Regions from separate parts of the Rattus norvegicus genome. Here all the other regions are linked to region 1. Evidence: chromatin contacts called from public Hi-C data. All regions are on one chromosome and are shown on one strand. The core of a region is the stretch at or near the end of the contact, and the rest is flanking DNA. Distances in the headings are between cores, read along the strand shown.

Evidence for each region. Hi-C and Micro-C count contacts between places; a contact is called where the count stands out from the background.
Region 2: a Hi-C map of the A7r5 cell line shows a contact between it and region 1, with 2.8 times the contacts expected there. The contact joins the enhancer-like site here to the promoter of Sh3rf1 in region 1. A contact is called at or near these places in 2 of 12 Hi-C or Micro-C datasets (the A7r5 cell line and hepatocytes).
Region 3: a Hi-C map of liver shows a contact between it and region 1, with 7 times the contacts expected there. The contact joins the promoter of Cbr4 here to the promoter of Sh3rf1 in region 1. A contact is called at or near these places in 11 of 12 Hi-C or Micro-C datasets (the A7r5 cell line, the Rat2 cell line, Schwann cells and 6 more) and 1 of 1 datasets of contacts at active chromatin or transcription factors (oligodendrocytes).

Annotation. Positions count from the first base shown.
Region 1 is chr16:33,910,662-33,914,030 of GRCr8, forward strand. It overlaps Sh3rf1 (SH3 domain containing ring finger 1), which reads right to left and starts at 1,466. Exons shown (of 12, transcript NM_198764.2): 1 at 1,388-1,466.
Region 2 is chr16:34,039,172-34,042,577 of GRCr8, forward strand. It overlaps Nek1 (NIMA-related kinase 1), which reads right to left. Exons shown (of 33, transcript NM_001106082.3): 25 at 2,217-2,378. Among named protein-coding and RNA genes, the nearest start is that of Nek1, 88 kb to the right of the region's middle. Within about 2 kb of position 1,965, at least 2 of the 93 cell types and tissues checked have an H3K27ac peak or open chromatin away from gene starts, as enhancers often do. A contact at or near this core is called in the A7r5 cell line, where this site is marked.
Region 3 is chr16:33,655,089-33,658,516 of GRCr8, forward strand. It overlaps Cbr4 (carbonyl reductase 4), which reads right to left and starts at 1,484. Exons shown (of 5, transcript NM_182672.2): 1 at 1,239-1,484. The coding sequence starts at 1,380.

The DNA.
Region 1 (3,369 bases), core at 216-2,715:
TTCTGAGCTCCAAAGTCAACAATTAAAAACAAAACAGGCTTCTTAAATGATTCCCATTAATCCCTGAAGATATCTAGAACCTCACTGGGCAGAAAGAACTAGCAAGCAATAAACAGGATTTATGAAAAAGCAATAAAGGACTGATATTGGCTGCCTAATGAAGTCTTCAACTTATTGGAGAACCTAAGCAAAATCGACTGAAAGTTTCCTCTGTGTAAAATAATACTTTTAAATCCAACGACCTTCCCAAATTTGAAACTACCGTTATCATTTAGGAAGCCTTGCCTTGGGTGATACAAATGTTTCTTCCCCGTCTGAGAACAGAACAGCTTAATCTTATCCAACGCCTTCCCCAATTTAAAAAAAACAAAAACAAAAACAAAAACAAAAAAAACAAAAAAACAAAAAAACAGAGCTGATGGTTGGCAATTCTAAAAGATATAACCAAGACCTGCTTGAAAATAGCTAAAAATTATCACCCTTTCCGGCATGGTTGACAAACTCTGAAACAGATTTCTGAACGGCTTGTCCTAATCCCATTCAGAAAAAAATCTAGCAAAATGGTCACCAAGAATTCGACGATGGAATGCTAGGCTGAAAACTCTGGGTACAATCCGGGGGGTTAAAAGCGGGCCCCTTCAGGAGGTGGGAGAAAGAGTATTTGAAGCCAGTTGGTGCGTCGCTGTCCCCCATCACCACCATCACCCCAATCAATGTTTAAATGTGGATGCCTAGGAGGAGAAGAGGGTGAAAGGATTTGGAGGCTACATTAACAGCTGTTCCTAGCTAGTCAGTTCTGGGGAGAGCCAGGATGCGCCCCTCTTCCCACGGTGGGGCACAGGTAGTCCCCAACCCCGTAGCATGGCGCTTGCCAGAGACACACCCCAGAACCAGGTGTCGCCAGCCGGGGACAGAGCTGACCCTGGGAGCGGAGGCTGCGGCCGGGTAGCTCCGGAACTAGGGATCTCACCCAATTGCCTCCTCTCAACCTCCCTTTAGGTCAAATCCAGGACAAAAAATTGCCCAACACCGATCGTTGGAAGTTTTCAAGGACTTAAAGAAAAATAAAGATGCAGCCTTAAGTTGGCGAAAGTCAGCGCCGCGGAGTGCGGCGGGAAGCAGACTAGCGACCCCGCGGGGATGAGCTCAGCGACAGTCCCCGGAGACTGCCACCCCGGAGGCAGGGGGACCCGGTTGCGTCCGGGAAGAGCGCGGCCCCGAGACCCGGCAGCTTCGGAAGAGGCGAGAGAGGCCGCGGGGCTCGTTCCCAGCAGGTCCGGGAGACCCAAAGGGGAAGCGCAGGGACCAGCCCGCGCGCACAACCAGGATGCGGCGACCACCCGCCACCACTCCGCGCCCTGCGTCCCCCACTCGCCGCACGCCCTACCTCGCGCCTCCGCTGCTCGCCTTTGTTCGCGGCCCCGCAGCGCTGGCAGATGCAGCCCCGCCGAGCCCGCTGCCCGTGTGGCTCGGCCGCCGCGGTGGCACCCGGAGCCTCCTCACGGCCGCCCCCCTCGCGCGCGCTCGCACAGCACGCCACCGCCGCCGCCTCCCACCCGCCCAGCGAGGAGGGCGGGGGAACGCGACGCCGCGGGGAGGAGGAGGAGGAGGAGGCGGAGGCCGCGCGCAGTAGGCGCCCGGGGACTGGAGGGACGCACCACAGCGCCGCCCGCCGCTCGGGGACCCGCGCCGGAGCCCCACAGCGGGCGGCGGCCTCGGGGACGCACCAACGGGGAGGGAGGCTCCGGGACCCACGCCTTCACCGGGAGGACGCGCGCCCGGAGCGAATGGAGCTCCCCGGGAGGAGGGCGGTGGGAGTGGCGCCGAGGGACCAGGAAGAGGCTGGGACAAGGGCGCCCTGCCGGCCTCCGGCTCCGCCTGGCCGGTGCCTGGAGACTGACTCTTCACGGTGGCCAGGGATGGGAGTGGCCCTGCCGGGAACCGATCGCGCTTTGCTGGGCGTGCACACTCCCTGGGTGATTGCAGAGAAAGAGAAGTGGGACCCCGTAGTTCTGGGATCGGGGATACTGACCACCTATGGATCTCGGGGCCCGCCTACTCCACCCAACAATCCACCCCACATCTGCAGCAGCCAAGGGGTGCAAATCCAAGCAAGTTTGGAGAATTTCAAAATGAGAAAGAAAAAAAAATTAGAAAAATTAACGCCCGTCTTGGGGAGACTCTTCCTACCTGTCTAAAATGGGGTGTATTCAAAGTCTGACCCAGGTGGGCCGGCGCCTTGAAGCTGGCTAGGAGGTACCTCTTTTATCTGCGCCTTGGAGGCAGCCATCATCAACATCTCTGTAATCTTTTTCTGTTGCCCGGGGCACACACCTGTGTACTCTGAAGTGCGGGCTTGCAAAAACGGGTGTCCAAGAGTGTGTGTGTGTGTGTGTGTGTGTGTGTGTGTGTGTGTGTGTGTGTGTAAGCTTGTTTGTCAAACTTTTTTCAGAGACGAGTTAAATGTTGTCAAAGAGTATGATTTCGTTTATACTTACTGTCAGTTTACCAAAAGTTACTTCGAGAGAGATTGCGTATGAAATTCCTGCCAGGCCACCAACCAAGCTGACAATTTGAAAAGGAATATCAGGTTATCAGTTCTTTTGTCTCCACTAGAGCCACTGCTATATCATTTGAGATAAATGAGGATCATTCAAGTTAAGAAAAAAAATTATAGCAAGTAACAATTATCAGTCACTTTAAGCCAGGCACCGTGCTAAAGACTTAAACATATTAATTCCATTCTCACAACAGCCCTTTATGTCATGCGTCCCAGCTTTGTTCTAAAGAGACTAATAGGCTGAGACTTATACTATATGAATACCAAAAATAATTGCCCACTTCCTTTCCTGCTAGAAGGGGAACAAGTATGTGTTCATATTTGCTGAAAAAGACAGGGAAAGATTGGATGAGAGAATGAGGAGAAAAAGAGATTATCTACAAACAGCACTCTGAAAGTGACTGGCTGCCGAAACTGGAAATGGAGGTTAGGTACAGTGGAAAATCAGAGTCAGAAAACAGACCTATTTGGGGGGTTATTAAGACTGAAGATCAACCTAGGTAACTTCCCTACATCACAGTGGAAGACTCAAGTCCAGCTCTCCGATTCCAAGTCCTGTTTCTTTCCTCTAAAAAAGGGAGAGGGTGGACTTAATCGCATAATTAATCTCGTGTTGTGTTGCTTACTCTTGCAAAGCAGTGACCAAAAGACAGACAGAAACAATGGGGGAGGGAGTGTTTCAGTTCGCAGTTTTGATGAAAACTTTGCCCTGTGTACTAGCACAAGATATCACTGTGGACAAGATATCATTGTGGAGGAGTGTTCACCTTAAGACAGACAGGAAGCTGAAAGAGAACCCAAGAAGGAAG
Region 2 (3,406 bases), core at 715-3,214, 130 kb after region 1:
GGATGAATTTTATCAAGAGAAAAGGCCTCAAGAAAATGGGGAACATGATTAGGCTTTGCCACAGGGAAGCTTTACAAAGGACAGTCCCCCTTTTCTAGCAGACAGTGTGAAGGAGAAGATCTTATGGAGCACAGCTCTTCCTGTAGAACCAAGGACACAGTTTTATTAAGAGGTACAGCTTGAAGTAAGAGACAGACAGCTGTCGTAGACAGGATGACAGGTGAGGCAACTCTAGAATAGTCCCCTGAGCAGAGGGAAGCATCTGACTTATCCTTCCCGAGTGATAAGAAGCTGCCCATCACATGACTTAGGTCAGCACAGCCCGTGGACAGCACTGAGGAGCCTCTTGCAGTGCAGCTCTATGAATTAGGGGTGGTAAAAGCACAGCACAGACGGCTCCAGACAAAGAACCGCAGGGAGCAAAGCCTGATCTCGTCAGGCTGTGGGGCTGGACTGTGGGGTTATCAGCTTCCTAAAGATGCAGATCCACAATCTAACAGATCCCCAATGATCTATAGCTATGTTAAAACCAACATACTTTATTCTATAAACTCAATTTGTGCCCATACTTTTCACAATGCTTAAAATATGTACTCTACAGCTCTTAGCGGGAAATGTTAGGCTTGCCGCCCCAACCTAGGCTACGCAGTCTTCATTACATGCATACTTATCCTACTAATTGATTTTATTTCTTCTTAAAATTTTTACTCTTGTCTTGTTTACTCTGTCTTGTTTAAGCTATAATAAAATATCAGAATGGGTGGCTTAAATAGAAATTAATTTGCTTAGCTCCACAGGTCAGAGAATCTAGTAGCAGGATTCCAGCACAGTAAGTCCTGGAGAAAGAGGTTTTCTTCTGGGTACCCGGGCAGTCTTTTCTTCCTGTATTTCTAGTATGGCATAAAGGCTGGCTCTCTGGCCTCTTCTTAGAAGGGTACTAATGCCATTCAGAAGGCTTCACCGTAATTCAAAAGTTAACTGCTCCAAATACACAGGGGTTTAGATTTCAATGTGTACATCTTTTGAGGCGCACAGCCATTATCCTTTAACAGCCACTAATAACCATGTTTCCAGTTCTCATGCTTCCAGTTCTCATACTGTGGTGAACTAAAGATGGTTGCATGGAACAGTTCCTGGGAGTCTCGTTTTGCAGAAAGCACTGTTCTACCTTCACAAGTGAAACACAATGGAGGTGATGCCACTACAATTCATGACTGGATGGGTAAGAAAACTGGCAGCTTCTAGTTGGTATCTGGAGGTCAGGGGCATCAGAAGAGAAGTTCATCTAGCTCAGAAGAACCCCATGGCAATTTTCTGAGACTAAAGGATAAATTTGTGTGTAGAAGAAATGAAATAATTTTTAATTACTGAGCAGACTGGTGGATTACACATGGCTGCAGAGTCTTCCTTTTGAAAGGCACGCCTGGTTCCCTACAGTAGGTTGACTTTGTGGGTCTGTGACAGCTGTGATCCGCAGAAATGCTAACGGTCCCAGTTCAATTCCCTGGCTAATTTTAAAGATCATAAGCAACAAACAAACAAACAAACAAACAAACATAAGCAGCTTTTACTCTAGCACCCAAGATGGCTGTAGATTTATTAGAACTTTTCTCTTTCAGAGGGGACTTCTGTGTCCCCTACCACAGGATCTCTGAGTCATCACAGAGTAAAGCACAGAAGATGGAAAAAATAGGGCCTGAGAAATGGCTCAGCAATTAAGAGCACTGGTTGTTTTCCAGACCAGGCTCAATTCCCTGTATCCACATGGCTCTCAAAAGGGGAGGGAGAGAGGCCTATGGTACTAAGCCTGTGAGGTGTACCTTTTAAGAAGACAGAACAGTCTTAGTGATCTCTTAGGCAAAGAGACAATGTATTAGGAAAATTATAAGCCAAGACTTGACTCAGTCCCTGATTCATAAAATAATGAAACAGAAGGGCCTGTTCCCAGTGTGCATGTCCATACATGCCTGAAGGTTTTGAACACCAGCAGTGACACCAGGAGTCTGCATTCTGGGAGACCAGCCTGGCCCATGTAAAGAAAACCTTGAAAATACTTGCTCTTGAAAACCAAAAGCAGGAAGAAAAAACCCTACAGTTGCTAAAAGTATAAAAAGAGTGAGTCTAATTCAAGATAATTACTCAAACACATACACAAATCTTGATAAAAAATTTTAGTATCAAATGCAACTTTGCTAATTAAAATCATTATAGCATACCTTCCACATTTCCTTCGGACATTGCTGGAGACACCTTAGCAAACTTTGGACTGTTTGTTTCAGTATCAACAGTGGCTGATGGGTTTACTTCTTTTGAAATACACTGCAGATTCTCTTCTCCAGTGAGTAGGGGTTTGTAGTTCTCCTCTTCAACACAAACCTCTGCAGAAGCAAAAGAATGAAGTCTACTCTCTCAGAAGGGCAATGCCATTTACAGCCACAAACAACAAATAAACAAAAATCCTAACTCAGATTGTTGCAACAAATAGTTACTGGTGAAGCTCTCTTATACACTAGTAACTAAAGTGAGTTAGATAATGTGGCAGTCAAACTGGGTTCCATTATGACCTCTAGGCTAGTTAACACAGTTTGCATGTTCTTTTTCTTTTTCTTTTTTTTTTTTTTGCATGTTCTTTTTCTTTTGGGGTAAAATATACCTGTATTAGAATTGGACTTTAAAAATTATTAACCACCTGCTTTTTTTTTTCATAATAGCAACTGACACTTCTAGTTTGTGATATTTTGTACACTTTGGCTGTTTCCAGTAAAGAACTGGTTTGTTATATAACACCTGCCTAGGGCTATCCACTGTCGTCATTCCTGTTTGACTTTTGAACATTTTAGCAGCCACTGTACCAACTCCCTAAAAGCAATTCTGCCATAGGTAGATGATACACACAATAAGTAATCCTGCCAATATGCAGACCTCTCAGCTCAGTGAACTATTCTTAACCTCACTGTCTTAGTTTTAATAAGTCATGCCTTAGAGACCTTATAACTTCTGGCCTCTCAAAAGTCCCAACATTCAGAATCCTCAATGCTAACCTTCAGTGCTGTTTCTTACCCATCTCCTTCTACTATAGCATTTTTCAACAAGGTCTCACCATGTGGCCTTTGCTGGTCTGGAATTCCCTATGCAGACCAGGATTTCCACCCTTCTAAAACTATCGTTAGAATCATTCTTTTGCATATACCCTCAGCTTACTGAACTCACTTCATTGTGCTCATGTGGAAAAACCCTAAACTCAATCTAATTTCTGCAGGGCCTGCTTGACATAATTGATGCATGGTTGACATGACTGCAGATTAAGAGAAGTTGTTAAGACCTGGATTTCAATTTATTACTTCTTTCTATAGTTTAGATATAGAGAGCCCAAGTGACCCTGAAGGGACTTGTTTCTGAGTGTGGT
Region 3 (3,428 bases), core at 234-2,733, 260 kb before region 1:
TAATAAAATCTGGGCATGATAACTAATGTATACCTGCAGTCTCGGCATTCAGACAGGAGATTACTACTGTAAGCTTGTGGTCAGTGTAGGCAGAGAGGTGGCTCAGTAGAACTCCCTGATCCCTATCACCATACGCAGGAAATTAGACTTCAAAGGAAAAGTACTGTGTATTTAATAAGCTACCATGTTACCACACATGCTCCTCAATTTATGATAGGGATACACCAAGATGAACCAACTACATGTTGGAGAGTGGAAGAACAGGTGACTAACTAGTCCACAGGGCAAGGTGGACTATCAGTTGTCTGGCAAACTGGAAGCAGTGCTGACTAGGTGCTGAGGCTTTGCACCAGCATGAACAGATGTGCTCCCCTGTGTTCCCGATGCTGAGGAGGCACAGACCAGATCTTGACCTAAGGGAAGCCTAAACTGCATAGTAAGACCCCCTGTACCCGGGAAAACTGGATACTACACTGCAGGTTCAAAGGGTACTCTGTCCTAAAGATGTCACTGTTGCACCACAGTAAGGTCATCTCAGCAACATGGAGATTGAGACACCAGAATCACAAGTTCAAAGCCAGTGTGAGTTACATATCAAGGCTATTTTCATATAAGTAAAGAAATACAGCAGGCACCAGACACACTTAGACCTATAATAGGCCCAATGCTTTCCTGATAGTGATGTGTATTTTTCTCCATTCTTCCATGTTGCCTTCTCCAACTGAGACTTAAACTTGCAATTCAATGACTAATATCCGTTGATAACCAGTGGGGAGGGGGCACCTGGAATTGAAATACAATAAAAGGGTCTGGGAAAACAAATTAGTAACTTATTAAAGTCATTAATGAGCTTGGGAAAGCCACCCTGACCTATCAAGAGCTTCTCTTTGAAATACTGTCGTGTGCCTTCACAAAGGGCAAGAGCTCTCAGCAAAATGCAACCTAGCCATTTGTACCTGACGTCTCTCCTTTCAGTATAATCGCATTATTCACTCTCTCCTACCAGAGGCCTGAGCAAAGCGTCTCTCAATATCAGCTCTGGCCTCGAGGAAGACAGCTATTTGTTAGGGGTCCTCAGAGTCTGCCTGGAGTAGGCGAGAGCCGCAGTGAGGGCTTGGTCATGGGGCACGAAAGATCTGGGGCGCAGACTGGAATACACGGACAGTAGCCCGGGGCCCATGGACTGGAGTTCAAGCACTTAAACTTGGCCTCGCAGCGGGGACCCTTCCGGTACCTACCGCCGAGCTCGCTCGCAGTGGCTTTGGCCACTTCCAAGTTTCTGGCGACGATCGCCAGGCGGTAACCCTTCTGGGCCATTAGCTGGGCTACAGCCTTGCCGATGCCCCGGGAGCCTCCAAAAACCGCACAGACTTTGTCCATCTTGGACCTCGGACCGGCAAGATGGATCCCTAAGACACAGAACTTATAATAAAGGCACAACAACTGGAAAAACAATTCAACAAGCTCTTTGGACAACCGACCCGGGCCACAGAACAAGGCGCAAGAATTAGACGTCGGTGTACATGGACTCTTGTAAGGTTGCATTGCATGCTGGGACTTGTAGTCCTTGCTCGCTTGAGCCTGTGAGCATTTCAGTAACTGTAGCTGACTGCCTATTCCTATGCCTGGTTAGTTGGCACCAAGGAACAAAGGACCAATCCTCTGTTCAGAGATAATAGGGTTGCTAAAATGGTGGACTTTCCAGGAAAAACCAGAGTTAGCAATCACATTATGTCCTTCTGAGTGTGGACTTGTCCTGGCTCACCCACATTTTTTACTGCAGACAAAACCTGTTCAAGTGTAAAGTGGTCTCCCAAGTTACTGTAGACATTGGCTTTGCACTGCAATATTATTATGAGGGTAGATGTCCTGTCAAAGAACACAGCCCCGTGTGCTGCCTCAGGCCTGTACACCCAGCACTCAGAAGGTCGAGGCAGAGGAATCACTGAGAGTTCAAGGCCAACCTGGTCTAGAGAATGGGATCCTGTCTCTAAGAAAGCAACAAAGAAAGAACACTGCACAGTAAATGTTTGTGCTCCTCTTTTTGAGGAAGAGACCTGCTATGTTACCCGGGCTGGCCTAGTGCTTACTATATAGCCCAGGCTGACCTCAGATTCTCAATGATTTTTCTCCCTCAGACTCCAGAGTGCTGCTGGCATGTACAGGCATGGGCCTCCACACTCTTTGACTGATCAGAATAGCCTGAAGATTAAAGAGCAAGCTTAGATCGTTATTGCCAGTACTGGGTTCCTGTACTCCAAAATAAGATGTTTTGAGTGCTTTAAAACCAAAAAAAGGTTAGCTGGATGCGGTGGTGCACACCTTTAATCCCAGCACTAGGGAGGCAGAAGTATGCCATTTTCTTGAGTTGAAGGCCAAAGTCTAGGTCTAGAGAGAGTTCCAGAACAGCCAGGGCTACACAGAGAACTCTGTCTCAACAGTCCCTCCCCTCCCTCCACCAAAGGCATCATTAGTTACCATTCTAGTGTAAAGAGAGCATTTCTTGACAGAATATTTAGTGTATTAAATAAAGAAAATATAGACCATGCCCCCTGGGGGGGCAGGGGAGATTCTGGGACAACCGGACTAATTCACATAAAACATTAGTGGGCTAAATTGTTAAGTAAAGTACACCAGAAATCAAAAAGGCCAGCGAGGACTGAAGGCGTGGAAATCTGGCAAAGCTGGGTCTAAGAATTGATTTGTAAATGGGAGGAAGGGAGCTACCATGGAAGTTGAGCATTAATTTTAAAGTTTTTATTTTTCTTCTGCCTAAATCTGAAAAGGCTTTAAAATGGCTGAAAAATAAATACATGAGTTGTTTTCCAAGTGTTCTGTTTAATTGTGTTCTTATTTAGATGAGGTCTTGTCAGGTAGCCAAACTGGCCTCAAACTCATTGTAGTCTTGCCTGAGCCTAGTAAGTGCTGCAACTCAGTAGGTTTGAGATATATGTGTGTGTGTGCGCGCGCGCGCGCGCGTGTGTGTGTGTGTGTGTGTGTGTGTGTGTGTGTGTGCGTGTGAGGCTGTGTGTGTGAGGCTGTGTGTGTGAGGCTGTGTGTGTGTGAGGCTGTGTGTGTGAGGCTGTGTGTGTGAGGCTGTGTGTGTGTGTGACTGTGTGTGTCTGTCTGTGTGCGTGTGTGTGTGACTGTATGTATGTGTGTGAGGCTGTGTGCGTGTGTGTGTGTGTATGAGGCTGTATGTGTGGTGTATGTGTGTGTGTGTGAGTGTGTGTGTGTGTGAGGCTGTGTGTGTGAGGCTGTGTGTGTGTGTGAGGCTGTGTGTGTGTGACTGTGTGTGTGTGTACGTGAGGCTGTGTGCGTGTGTGTGTATGAGGCTGTATGTGTGGTGTATGTGTGTGTGTGTGAGGCTGTGTGTGTGAGGCTGTGTGTGTGTGTGAGGCTGTGTGTGTGTGACTGTGTGTGTGTGT